Linked DNA regions of Anser cygnoides: region 2 is linked to region 1. The links are chromatin contacts, called in public Hi-C maps. All regions are on one chromosome and are shown on one strand. Each heading gives the region's core, a stretch centred on a gene start, on an enhancer-like site or on the middle of the called end of the contact. The rest is flanking DNA. Distances are from core to core; before and after follow the strand shown. Region 1 overlaps NAV2 (neuron navigator 2). Region 2 holds the start of E2F8 (E2F transcription factor 8).

Evidence for each region. A called contact is a pair of places that touch in the nucleus more often than the background predicts.
Region 2: a Hi-C map of liver shows a contact between it and region 1, with 3 times the contacts expected there. The contact joins the promoter of E2F8 here to the enhancer-like site in region 1. A contact is called at or near these places in 2 of 7 Hi-C or Micro-C datasets (both in liver).

Annotation. Positions count from the first base shown.
Region 1 is chr5:11,992,298-11,999,284 of Taihu_goose_T2T_genome, forward strand. The region is part of intron 2 of NAV2 (neuron navigator 2); the gene reads right to left. Among named protein-coding and RNA genes, the nearest start is that of DBX1, 200 kb to the left of the region's middle. Within about 2 kb of position 5,529, at least 1 of the 3 cell types and tissues checked has open chromatin away from gene starts, as enhancers often do. A contact at or near this core is called in liver, where this site is marked.
Region 2 is chr5:12,259,535-12,266,879 of Taihu_goose_T2T_genome, forward strand. E2F8 (E2F transcription factor 8) reads left to right here and starts at 2,670. Exons shown (of 13, transcript XM_048050034.2): 1 at 2,670-3,232; 2 at 3,352-3,627; 3 at 3,951-4,107; 4 at 5,208-5,513; 5 at 6,167-6,328. The coding sequence starts at 3,191.

The sequences.
Region 1 (6,987 bases), core at 4,279-6,778:
GATAAATTTGTACTCCGAGGAGAAATCACTGAAATCTTAAGAAGCTGCAGAAGACAGGGAAAAATCACTTCTGAGGCTGAAGTTAGAGCACTGCTCAACAGCACCGCTGCCGTGATTAAGGAGCCAGGATCTGCTTACTGTTTTATAATGGTGACAGGAAAATTTACTTCTCCCACGAGCAGGGACCTGAAAGGTCGTACTGCTTATTGACATATTTAACATCGACGGGTACTGCTGGAGTCCAGCTTGCTCTTCTTTCTCAAGCGGTCCACAGCTAAATGATGATATACGCAGGGGCACGTGAAGCTTGGATGGTTAATTTTAGCCGAAGTCATGCACGCACTGTGGTCAGGTTTCTGCCACAGCCACGTTCCACTGCGTTAGCAACTCCCCCGCCGGCAGCTCCTCGCTTACCACCCCGCTCTGCCCGACACCGCTCCCTCCTGGCCCTGCTTCCTCCGACTCAGGGAGCTTCAGGGGTTGAAATACCTTTCAGACAGGTTCAATATATTTTTATACACGCTAAATCTCTCTTTAATAACGAAGCTGCTAGCAGAAAACTAAGTTTAGCTGGTCTTCTGCATTAGACTCTGTAGGCATTTAGAGACAATTACTAAAAAAAAGATCTTGTTTTGATTTTTTAAGCACAATCAGAAGAGGCTTTCCACCCAGCAGAGAGACAACCCCCTTACCTAAAACGCTACCAGTGTCTCTGCAGACTGGCACTTTGAACCTAATTCCAAAATGCTGCATGCCGACCCTGCTTGTACCAGGCCACACAAAAACCCAGATGCATCTTTTTTGACGTTTGGAGCACTCACAGTATTGTTCAAACACTTTAGGGCTTTATCAATCGCAAATGCAAGCCATAAAATATGAGGCTCAATTAGACTTAAGGTGGACACCCGCAAAACCTGCCTACATTGCTGGGCAGGGGCTGGTGTACACAGCATGCAAGTCACCCCACGTATCATGAACTGATCACGTTGCTGGCGTTCTTTAGGAGTAGAGAATTGGCCTTTGTAAACTGCCTTGCTCGTTTTTTCTTTTTAATATATTTAAAAAAAATAACGTTGCAAATGTTGACAAGGTGCGAAGCAACGACTGCTTCAGCTCCCCTCTTGCCAGGCTGAAGGACAGATGTCTGACACTTCAGCTGTTTGTTCTTCAAGAGGCACACTTCTGACAGAATAAAACCTATGTGTGTCTTTTAATCGCTTCAGGAAAAGCAAATAACTTCATAGCCACGCTGTCTCCACACCACCTCTCGCCTCCAGCAAAGGCCACTCTGCCCCCAGAGGTTTTTGTTTGATTTGGGGAGGTGGGGGAAGAATAGCCCTCCAGATGCACCGTCAAATAAACGCACTACTTTTCACCAGGTACCGTGCCTCTGATGTGCCAGGGTAACGCTTGACTGAGCTATGAGCAATAATTTAGCATTTTGCAATAGGCATGGCACGGTGAGAAGCGGGGAGGTTAGCACCAGAAAGAAGGCCCACTGAGGCAGGACATCTTACTTCAGGGTGCTGCAGTCTTAAATACACATGGCTGCTTTGTGCAGCTAGTGCTACAATACTCAGCATGGTCAGTTCCCAAATCCCAATGTAATTTTGGCATGCCCAGTCTACGACAGCTAGCTTCTGAAATTGTCTAACCAAGATGGACTGATTATCTCTATTCAGAAAAAGTGTAAAAGGTAACCGGCTGTTCCAAACAACAGTTTCATTTGGATTTTTTTTGTTGTTCTGTTTTTTTAAACCTGGGCTCACAAACCTGTCTGACTTCAGAAGCATCTCCTCTGGGCAGGCAGCTCACCTGTTAATGCTGTGATGGACTCTGAGAAAGGCAGGGTAAGGGATTATCAAACTCTGAAGAGGGCTGGAAATTTAGCCTGATTTGCCACGTAGCAAGCATCCCGAGCACAAACTCATTCCTGCAGTCTATTTTCTCCTGATTGCTTTTCAAAAAAGAATTTATCAGGATTAATTAACAAAACATTAATTAATAGTTACCAAAAACAATGCTCACAGTTATGAAGCAACTCCAAATGAAATTGGTCCCAAAGGCACTTAACTAAACCATTTCAACTTTTAGCAAAGTGTGAAGATGAAGAGTTCTCAAAAGTGATCCCAATAGCGAGGACAGAAACATTACAAAGAATTCCCTTAATTATTAACAAAAGGAATTTGTTGTGGGGACTAAGCAGCTACAAAAATTGGCCTTTGTCTGACCCTGTAGACCAAATCCTACTCCTCTTTTAGCCAGGAAGGACAAGACAGCGTTCCCTTTGGTCTGGTTCATGCTTCATCAAGCAGGCTCAGTCCATACCCACACTTGAAAGTTATCCTCCTACCCGGGGGACCGGCTGGCTGATGCCCCTCATCACAATCCATCACCTGCGCTGCTCTCATTCTGTAAAATGTTGTTTAGTTCAGAGTCCAAGACTTTTTCTGAAAGGCAATGCTTCTGGAGTTGGCAAAGCTGCCGGAAGCTGGTGCGAGGCAGTGCTCTCTCTAACTTGGAAGGACGCAAAGCAAGAGGTAACCAACAGATGGACAAAAAATCACTGCAGCTGCACGGAGCTGAGCTCAGACTGTGAGAAGAGCAGGGAGGCTGAAGACACCACCATTTTTAAAGCATGATATATTCCCTGTCTGCCTGGCTATGGATTCACTATTATGTTTGTACCTCAAAATCAGAGGGAGGGGAAAAAAAAGAAAAAAAAAGTGTTGTTCCATTCCTGCATTCCTGCCTGATAATTACATCAAGAGAAAAAGAAAGAGCTCAAGGTGTCCAAAGGAGAAAAAGACAACACCTGAACAAAGACAAAAAAAAACAAAACAAAAAAAAACACATAATGCAATTTCTCAGCTTTTATCCCATCAATGTCACTTGCCAGTGCTGTGTACTAACAGCATCCACATCTCTGTCAATAGGGGGAAGAGCAAGCAAGTAAGGTCATACTAGGAAAACAGGAAGTATCCCTGGCGAAGAATGTAAATCAACTGTAATATATATATATATCTCAGCTTTTAAGCAATCTTATTAAGCTTCACAAAATTAAGAGAGTCAGAGCTGAGATCTGTGTGTTTCTGCAACAATACGTATTTCACCATGCTGAATTATAACAAAATAAGGCATTTGCCTTTCTTTCCTTGCCCCATCCCCACCCCCAAAATTTAAGAAGCCCAGCAACCTATTCATTGCTATAACCCCCATGCAAAATGAATGCAAAACCTGGAGATGGAACGAACAAATAAAGGAGAAAACAGGATCCAAACTTGAGGCAGCATTTCACCACACACTTACTTCAAGCCCGTACTCGAGCCTCAATTACTTTGAGAAAACTTAATACACATTTAACTTTTCTGAACAGGAATGCTGTACTGAAATGGATCATTAGAAAATTAGGTATTAATTCCAGAATTTCTAAAGATTATTAATGGCAACAGGAAGAATAAGAAGGCCAATTATCTTTCTAAATTTTTCTTGCGTGTCTTCCACTAATGCTTCTATTTCCAGTGCTCTTCCATCGCTCCTGCTCTCAGGCACTGTCAGAAGTGGGACAGTTGGCTAGACAAATCTTAGGTGTGACCTACTTTTGAAAGGCCTCCTTTTATTTTAAGCTGCATTTTTAACACAGTGAAAAATACTTTGTGACAGCAGAGCATTAATTTGTATGGCAAAGACTGGCTCCCAGAGACGCACAACAAGACGAAGAATCTCAGAAGGGTCCGGCATCCCAATTAGAGCCGGATTACAAGAGCTCAGCTCCCATTTAGCCATCAAAATCAACAGCCAAGTTTTCAGAAAACTTCAGACACATCTTAAAAACCTCAACTAATATTAGATTTACAGCACTTTAAAATCTGATCTTCACCTTTCAATGGGAAAGAGGGAAGAAGAAACGCACACAGCTATGTATTTGCGTAGGCAGGCAGATGGGGACATACACCCCACACAGGTATCTGGCCCTAAACGTTTTGCCGATAAGATTGAGAGGTAACACGCTTGCATTTGGAAATACTAACAACCACTTATCCATAGGTGGCAGCATTTCAGTTTTGTAATGTCCTTTACTATGTTGCTACATGTACCAGATACTTGGCTCCAGCAAAAAGCTTCCCGCGTACCCAGTGATCCTACGGCTTTGCCATATTTTACACGGAAGAATATGGTGGTCTGCAGAAATTGTTCCTGCTAAGAGGTTACCAAATCACACAAGTTTTTTTCTCTTCCCCCAAACAACAACAAAAAAATAAAGTGCTGAATTAATTTCCACAAACATAATAAACCTAACGTAATCATCTTGCAGTTGGCCATCTGTTTCACAGATATAAATCTAACTCAATCTTCTACTGACTGCTAACTTCCTAAATTAAATTCTCTAATGATGACCCTGCTTTCAGCTTAGTTCCTCCTGCTTCCATTTAGAGGGCTTGGAGTGTTTTCTATAAAATGATCTATATGCCAATTATATAGTTAGAAGGCAATTGGCAGGGTTTGAAGCTGCACATTTGGCACCAGATCAAAATAAAACGTTCAGAGAAGGGCAGTGTGCCGATGTACGATGCACACACACCACGGGAAATACGGGAACAGAGGAAAAAGGTTCTCAAGTACAAAGGTTACGGTGAAAACTGGCTAGTTCCCCTTTTTCCACCATAGTCTGTGTCATTAAAACAGAGACTTCTATAGTCACCATTCGTGTATTTGTGTATTTATGAAGAATTTAAGAAATTCCCCTCCTACGAGGAAATGGCTAACCTCTGCTACCAATTACAGTTCAAGGCTGCATAAGAGGATGAGCATCTTCATCCCTAAAGGACATTTACAGATATGCTTGCCAAGACCCCTGTTATTCATCCACTGTTTCAGGGATGAAGAACCATCTTCTGCATGACACAGAAGAGATTCTGCTGCTTCTCTCGGTGCTGACCTACTGCACCACAAGAGGGGGAGCTGACTTCCAGCCCAGCAGCCAGCACTGGGCACTGCCGGAGGCAGGATGCTAGCTGCAGTAGACCTTCGGCCAAATCTGCTGCTGCAAATCCCATCTCCTAATTAGAGAGGTTCACTGAAGCGACACCGGCCTGTGCGTTCATTGATCTGGTGATTGAAATCAACGCTCTGGGGTTTTAGTAAAATTTCTGATACTGAACCTCTAACATAGCCTTCTACAACAGATAGTTCTTTTAAAAGAGATTCAGTCTAGCAAAATTTACAACAGGCTAGTGATTAATAGTTAAAGACAATATTTTAGTGCTGACCGAGACATGAAAGTAAAGGCTCCATCCCCATGAGCACAGGAGGCAGAGCCATCTCTGCACGAGAGCTTCCTCGCATAGCTAGCAGCCACCTGAAGGCCGCCTGCACCTTCCTAAAAATCATTTGAACAAACAAAGTAATTTTCGCTCTGTTCCTGAAGCTTTGTTCAGAAATATATGTACTGTCAGGAGGCAGATCAGTTGTAGACATCATTTATTTTCAGCACAAAAGATTTTAACAATTCCCATTAAATAGTTTTGTGTTAAGTCTTGAAGAGGACGGTCTACCGGGCTAAGACTTCAATAGTGTAGCTCCTCGTGATCTCTGTTGATGCACAGCTTTTTCAATGGGGATGGTTGAAATATTCTGTTATTATTAATACTCTTAGCTTGGCAGCAAGGAGCTTGACCAAAACACCTGCAAGCTGTGGAAAATTCAGGAAGCACAAAGCCATGACAGCCAACTACACTCACAAGGGCCTCCCTCATGCAAGCTCCTGTGTAATTTCATGTCTGCCTACATAATCCCGTGTTTGGTTCTAGATCCTGTGTTTAGCTTCCCATGTCAAGTCCTGCTTCTGCCTGAACACCTACACATAGGATGGTGTCACTCCAGCAGACTTAACGTTCTTACAATTAGCTGACTTGCAGGTTTAAGGCAATGAAAATTAATAGGGAATTTACAGGGAATGAAACCAAGTAACTAATTCACCGCGGTCATTTCACTGGGGCCCAAAGATATTATGCATTTGACTTTTTTTTTCCTTTCAACTTTGTAAAGGAAAAAAAAAGTTAGTTTTTCTTCAGACAAGAACATTCATTTTGATCCACACTATATACATATATATATATAAATATATACTTATGTATGGCCAAATGTTCACAAAGGATGCAGGTCAAAGCCCACGTACGTATGAAACTGAGCATGGTTTCAAGTAACATCCGCTAAGACCACTGGCCTAACTGCAGATAAAATCAGAGCAATTTACTGGCCATCCTTCAGGACAGAAGCTACTGGCATAGAAACAAGGCTTACGGGCTTCAGCAAAAACAGTTTTTCTTTTTTGCCTAGAGCAAGGGTTGGAGGAATGTGGAACAAAGAGCATGCTGCTAGATTAAAAAAAAAAAAAGCGTGTGTACATATATCCTAAAATCTTAATCCAGAAATTAACCATTAACTACTAGAGAAAAACAAACAAAAAAAAAAAAACAAGGCAGGCTAAGAGCATTGTGTAAAACCTGGAATTCTAGTGAATCAATTCAGTCACACGCAGATAGCTGTTGCAAATGAAATATAAAATTGCTATTAAAATATCCTAAAAGTAAGACTTCTCTTCCTCGTTTTTTTTTTCCTCTGTGAAAAAGCGGCCATTTAGAGGATTTCCTAACACCTTTGCTTTTGCAGTGTTGTTTCTAACATCTTTGCAACGCTACTGTTCCAAGTTTCATTTGTATGATCTCTTAATCACTAGGATGCTGCGGATGATCCATTTTTGTCTCTACAAATAATTTCCCATATATCTCTTGCAGTGAGCTGTCAGTGTTGGACCCGTGATTAACAAGACTGCCTGCCATCAGTCCCCTGCTAGCGACTGCATTTACCACTACAATACACCAGGCTGCCCGAGCGAAATAACAAATAGGTTGCAAAAGCTGGTAGCACCCCGTGACAGCCCGAACGATAGATTCAGGCAAGTGACAGTTCGAGGGCTGTTTGGGG
Region 2 (7,345 bases), core at 1,420-3,919, 260 kb after region 1:
GGCTGGAGAGCAGCATGCCGCAGCACTTTCTGGATCAGCCACTGCCACCTACCGCCCCCGGGGTGCTGCAACCCGCACCCAGCTGCCTCCATGCTGCTGCAGCAGCCAGATTGGAGCTGCCAGGCATTAGTCTCATTTTCCCTCCTCAAGGGCACCAGTTCCAGGGCAGGAAAGCGTCAGCAGTGACTCCTCTGGGTACCTATACACAACTCAATTTGCATGTGTCTCTAGCACAGCTGATCTTACTGACTGCCCAGGCTGCGTGGGCTGTATGCCCCTGCCTATAGACATACAGGGTGGAGAGAATACACGAGATCACTTTTAGACATTGCGGCCGACTGAAAACCCACCTATCACATTGCTTATCATTGATTCTCTACTGCAAATATTTCATCTTTGAAAGTCACTTTTAATAATTTAAGTATTTTGTGTTATGTGCTGTATGAAATTAATCGTGTAATTTTTCTGGGTAGTATGACATGTAACAGCACCTCAAGCACAACTATGTGATATATCAGCCGTCTCTTAGTAGACACAAAGGAGTAAAAGAAGTCTGACCTCTAGCAAGCCCAAGTGATGATGCCATTCCTGAGAGAGATGGTCCTAAGTTATCCTAACACGCTGGAAAACTTTATCGGTAGTTCTGAAACAAATATATATTTTTGTTACAACATAACCCAAGCAAAGATGAGAGCAACAGAGTATAAAAGTTATAATCCTAGTTACTACAGAGTTTTGAAGTGACTGAAGAAATTAACATTACAGAAACATCTGAATAAGGAAAATATAGTGGTTTTCAATCACTACATTTTAGTTTAGAATCTACTCTTCCTTTTTTCATTGTTTTTGAATAAATGAATTTTCTTATCCATACTTAAGGTACCAAATACTTGTTTCAACTCTGGGAGACTTTTGCGGTATTTCAAGGTATACTTATATCATGAACTTGACTAGGAATTCATACCTGCAGAAGATTGTAGGTTCACCTAGGTGCCCATCAGGCACATATTAAGGCATAATTTAAGATTGTTACCTATTGCCTTTAAAATTCACTTGTCTAAGAAAATGAAGTACTACAAGAAAACAATTACGAGATACACGTAATCACAGCACCATTTGCAAGGATTCCCACAAGCTGTATTTCACCAACGGAATTGGATGCTTAATTTCAGGCACTTTTCCTGCTTCCACAGGTGGCTGCTGTTTGCAAATTCACAATCACAGCCCTAGAAAGGGTGATTGTGAAACAGTTCCTTGAGGAAAGCAGCCTGAAAGAACAGCCAGGCGGTGGGCAGGAAAGCCCACTGGGTTGTACAAACCACCAAATCTTTTAAATTCACATAACATCAGTGCTGTCTTTTTCACTTTTCCGGTGGAGACACGCACTCAGCAATACTGATGATTACAAGTCTCAGAATGGCTGAGGTGAGAAGGCACCTCCGTGTCCATCTGTCCGCATCTCCTGGCTCAAGCAGGGACACCCAGAGAAGAGCAGGGTACCCAGGACCATGTCCAGCAGCTCGTGAACAACTCAGGGAGGACAGTCGGCAGCACAGACGCGCTCCCTGATGTTCAGGGGGAGCCTCTGCCTGCCAGTCTGTGCCCATTGCCTCTTCTTGTCACCAGGCGCCACTGGGAAGAGCCTGGCTCTGCCTTGCTTGCACTTTCCCTTCAGGCGTTTACAGACATTGATAGGATAATGGAATGATGTGTAAGAATTATTATTTTTTCTGTAATGAGTTCAAATTCTGACATTTTGCCTGCAGAATAGATTAAAAGAGCTGCATTAATCAGAATAAAGAGATAACATGCATTAATTGACTGGCTGCCTCTTCATGCAGTGTTGGGGAGCTCGCGGTAAGATCTTATACACAGAATTACCTGGTAAGAGTTATTTCAGTGCAACTCTTCACGCGTTTCGTTACGTAAGCCAGTAGTTACAATTCAACCTGACAGGAGTACAGCATCACATCCAGAAAGTACACAGCTATAAAGTGATGGACTTTGCCTTGTGACCACACTCAAACCAAGCCGTTGACAAGGTGTTTGTTCAAGAAGTACAACTATAAGCAGGGCACACAAAGCAGATTAGTGCTTTCTTTAGCATAGCGCATAGCTATGCTGTTGAAGAAAAAACTTATCTGTGGAGAAGATAAGAATGCGTGTTGACCTAGAGTTCAGGCAGCAGAAGCACTGCAATTTAGGCACTCTTGACTCATTTACCAACTTCCCTGTAATCCCGGTTTATCGTTCCCTGGACTGGGTTAAACCGCCAAGGCGCGCCACACGCAATCTTTAACCCCCACGACGACGCTCCGAGTAACTCTTCGGCTCAGCCAGGCTGTGTATTCACGGCGGGACGCTGACGTGCGGCAGCGGGGGCTCGGAGCTGGCAAACACACGCAGAACCCCCTCAGGAGAACCACCGCGTGAGGGCTTTCGGGGCGAGGCGTCAGGGAACCCGCCTGTTAACTGGGCACTGGTGCCAACCGCGACGCTTTTCTAGTTAAAAAACAGACGTGGCGGGGGCAGCCAGCGCCGGCAGGAGCCGACAGGACGGCTGGCTGCAGGGGACAGCCTTCAGGGGCAGGAGGCGGCCCCGCGATCGCTGCCCCAGCTGAGGGGAGCTGAGGGGAGGCCCCGCCCCGCCCCGCCCCGCGCGCCACGGCCGTTGGGGAGCGCCGCGCGCTCCCCCCCCCCCCCCCGCGCTCCCGCCTCGCCGCCGCCCCGCGCGCCCCGGTTCCCGCGCCGCCAGCCCGCCAACCCCCAGCCTGGCCGCGGCGGGAGGGAGGAGGGAAGGAGGGCGCGCGCCGATTGGCCGGGCGGGCCGCGGTGCCGCGCGCCCATTGGCTGCCCCGCCCCGCCCCGCTGCGGCGGCTTCAGCGCCTTCGATTCAAATCGGCGGCGGGCGGGTGGGTGCCGGCCCCCGGTGCTCCGCGCAGGGGCGCTCCTGGCGCGGGCGCGGCGCCCGGTGTTTAAAGCGGCTCCCGCGAGGCCCCGCCCGCTGGCGGCGGCCAATGGGCGGGGCGGGGCCGGGCCGTTGGGCGGCGGGCGCGGGCCGGGCCCAGAGGCGGGAGGCGCCGGTGGGTCGCGGAGGGGGGGGCGCCGCCGCCGCCGCCTCACGGCCCTCTCCTCCCTCCCTCCTCCCTCCCTCCCGCCCCGCAGGCCGGAGCGTGGTCCCCCCGCGAGGATGCAGGCAGCCCGCGGCGCCGAGCCGGGCGCCGACGACAAGGTACGGGGCTGGGGGCGGCGGGGTGAGCGCGGGCAGGGCTCGGCCGGCCCCCGGGGGGCTGCGGGAGGCCGGGAGCCGCGGGGCTCGTCGCCTCACGGCGCTCCGCTCCCGTGGCGCAGGAGAACCGGCCCGCCGAGCCGCGCGGGGCCGTGCCGGGCACCCCGCTGAAGCAAGCGGCCGCCTCGCCGTCCGTGCTGGCGGAGATGCAGCCCGGCTGTCAGCCCCTGGCCACGCCCCCGAAGCCCAAGGAAAGCCTGCCCGCGGACCCCTGGACGCCGACCTCCAACCTCAAGATGCTGATCAGCGCCGCCAGCCCCGAGATCCGCAGCAGGGAGCAGAGGAAGGAGCTGTCAAACGCCGCGGGTGAGGTCCTGCAGCCCAAACGCTGCTCGCAGGTATGCTCTGAAGGTCTCCTCTCTACCTCTTTTTCTTTTCTTTAAAAAAAAAAAACTTAGCTGAAGGCTGTTTATTCAGTATTAAAACTTCCAAGCTAACGTACCGCAACTTTTCCTTTCCAGCTCTGATTTTGTAGCGTTTACAAATGTAACTGACAACATCACATTGTTACACACAACTGGCAAACTTCTTCTTCCACAGCTGTTGTGGACCAAGGGGGAACGTTGAGCTTTGACTGTGCCCACAACAAAGCTGTTAAATGTATATATTTACACGTTTGTTGTAAAAATGTTTCAAGTTCTCTTTTCTTATTTCTGGGTAGGAGCACTTATCGGGAGATGAATATGAAAAATCGCAACCAAGTCGCAAGGAGAAAAGCCTAGGATTACTGTGTCATAAATTCTTAGCTCGATATCCTGATTACCCCAGCACTGCAGAGAATACTTATATTTGCCTTGACGAAGTAGCTGAAGAGCTTAGTAAGTTGCTGTATATGCCATTATACGTCCTCATGCAAATGTGCCAATAAACCACCCTTCTGTGTTCAGTACTTTTTAGCTCCATAAAACTATAAATGCTTTCTGTATGCTCTCACGTTTACCTAAATGCAGCTTTAAAGTCTTCGTTCTTACCACGGTTCTTTTAAGAAGCTAAAGTTTGCTCAGTGAACTGAATTAAGAAACTCTGAATGATGTTTGAGATTAAACGTCTACATTACTGCAGATACCGCAAATAACCAGTTGCGTTTTTTTGAACCTAGAAACGATGGCTAAGATTCGTGGCTGATTTTTTTCTGTCAGGAGCTAGCATTTCTGAGGCTGAGCCCACAGTTTCCTGTCCAATCGTAACATCAAAGCAAGAAACTACTTTCTGCTATCTTGTATCACACCAATGATCTATTGAGAGTCCAAGTTGCTAGCAGCTGAAGCTTTTTTTCTGTAAGAGCTATGAGAATACAGTATCCTGCAGATTGGATGAACTGCAAATTCTATCGATACATTTTTGTACAAAATATCATCTGTTAGAAAACACCTGCTCAAAAATGATGATTGAATAGACAACAGAGAAAAGGCTAGTATGTTAACAGAATAGCATTGAAAGCAAGTTACAAAACAGTTGTTTACCGTGCGTTTCCAAGAGTAATTAACAAGGCAATCTGAAATTGATGCAGTGAATAATTAAAAATGCTTTTTTTTTTTAAAGCTGTACTGAGACCCATCTAATGGCATTACTGGTAATAATAAGTTTTAGTTCTTAGTCTATACTGTAGACCAAGAATAACTTGGTCTACAGTACAAGACATACAAGTACAAGAACAACTTGGTCTGGAAGGGCAAGTCCTTGCCATGCCTGAAACAAGAATTGTTTTCTTGCCTGCAAGATCTGTGAGAGTTATTTTCAGTGAAGCTGGTACTTAGGAATTGGTGAAAATGTCTTAGAATTATATCAAGAGGGGGAAGTATGAGAAACTGTTCCTTTTTCTGTGCAAGCCACGTATCAGGTAAATGAATGAAAAGTAAAGTAATAAACATGGTAGTAAAGATACCATGTTGATCTTCCTTTTTTTTCTTTATTTTAGATGTTGAACGTAGACGAATATATGATATCGTGAACGTGCTAGAGAGCCTACACATGGTGAGACGCCTTGCCAAAAACAGATATGCTTGGCATGGGCGACATAATCTCACCAAAACCTTGCAGACCTTGAAAAAAGTTGGAGAAGAGAACAAATACACACAACAAATTCAGATGATCAAGAAAAGAGAGTATGAGCATGAATTTGATTTAGATGGTGAAAGAAATGAAGAAATGGAGAGGTCTTCTGTCTCAAATGAGCATTCAGAAATGTGTTTTGTCGAGCTCCCAGGAATGGAATTTCGTGCTGGTAATATTTCTCTACAATGCCAAGAAGAATACATATAAGTATATTATAAATATCTATGCCCATGGAAAAAACACTTATTGGTCTTTTTTTCTAAAATGCTACTGCCTGAAAAGCACCACATCTCTTCATGGCTGGAGGAAGTGCTCTACCTTCTTCTAGTTGTCCTATTCAATTCTTACACAGGTATTTTACTTTTAGGGGGCAAGAACAAGGAGGGGACAACAGGTGAAACTAACAAACATACTCAACATATAATCAAACTGCAGGATGTTATAGAAGCAAAAGTATACATGACACCATTAATTATTATTTTTTAAAATTTAGGTTTGATTCATGGAAGAAATGCTCACTAACAATTGTTAAATATGTTATACAATCTACAGTCAAACATCTTTGAGAGTACAAGTCAGATGATAGGAAAGGTATACCAAGGGAGACACCACACTCTTTGCTGTGTAGTTAGACATGGTATCCACCTAATTACCTGATTCTTGCCATGTAGAGACTCAATTCTGGAGTCCGTGTTGGCTCTGCCTAGTTGCCGTATTGTTTGTTCTCAGCATTATTACTGACAAATTTCTTCAGTGTTTTTAAAAGTGTTTGTAGCTGCCACATCACTTAATGCTTTAATCCTTTTTTCCTGTCTGCTGCAGCATCAGTAAACAGCAGGAAAGACAAGTCTTTACGAGTGATGAGTCAGAAATTTGTGATGCTGTTTCTTGTATCAACTCCTCAAATAGTAAGCCTTGAAGTTGCTGCTAAAATCTTGATTGGAGAAGATCAGTTAGAAGACTTAGATAAAAGCAAGTTTAAAAGTAAGTAAAACACTGCTGTTCCTGTTTGGTTTTTGATCATGCTTTAAATAGAAACACCCAGTGTAAGCTAAATGAGCTACATCTAGTACAAGATTACGTAGTATAAAATATTATCGTCTTCTTCCTGCCATTTGTATTTGAACTTCCAAAAACCCAATAAGCTCCGTGCACAGTTTTTATTAGGGATCCACCTGGACATTGTCATTCATACACACCATGTAAGAAAAGTCCATAGGATCCTTTCATGGTGAAGTAATGTCTGCTTATTGGTAACTATTTCTCAAGTCTCAAGCAATCTGTGACAGATACTGGCATCATTTCAGCAAACATGTCTTAGCATCATGCAAATCCACGTTCTGGTCATATAACTTACTCGATGGAAATATAAAGAAATGCTTTAAAAGTCTTGTTAATAGCTTAAACACATGAGGAAGCGAAACCCCATGTTGTAACTGCCAATTATTTCTTCATTCTTTTACGCTGCTTTCAGTTCCCTGCACATTTCCTCCTCTTGCTCTCCATTCAAATGTAAAGGTACTTCTAGGTCCAGGCCGGTATATCTATATTAATTGAAAATGTGCCTGCCCATGAGGCATTAAGAATTAATTTCACATTTCATTGAAAATTACACCCTTCCTTGCTTCTCAGACATTTATTTTTTTTTTGTGAAACTATGCAACAGACTGATCCTCGCTGGTTTCAGTTCATAATTTCCTTTCCATTGCATCTTGGCAAAACAGTGTGTGTGGGTAGGGTTGTTTGTTAGTTTTCATTTTTTCTTCTTCCTCCATAACATCTATGTCTCACTAAAAGCATTTTCATGGTGTGCCATCCAAGTGTTAATACTTACGGTATCAGATATTTTACCATCTTCTTAGTTAAGAAGCGCAGTCTGACGTTCTGTGACTTGCTAGACTTTAAATTTTCAGTAGCAGAAGCTTTGGATTAAGCACCCTCACTGTGTGGTTAAAGAATTCACTTGTAGTTTTACTGCTGCTTAAAACTTTTTCGTAATGG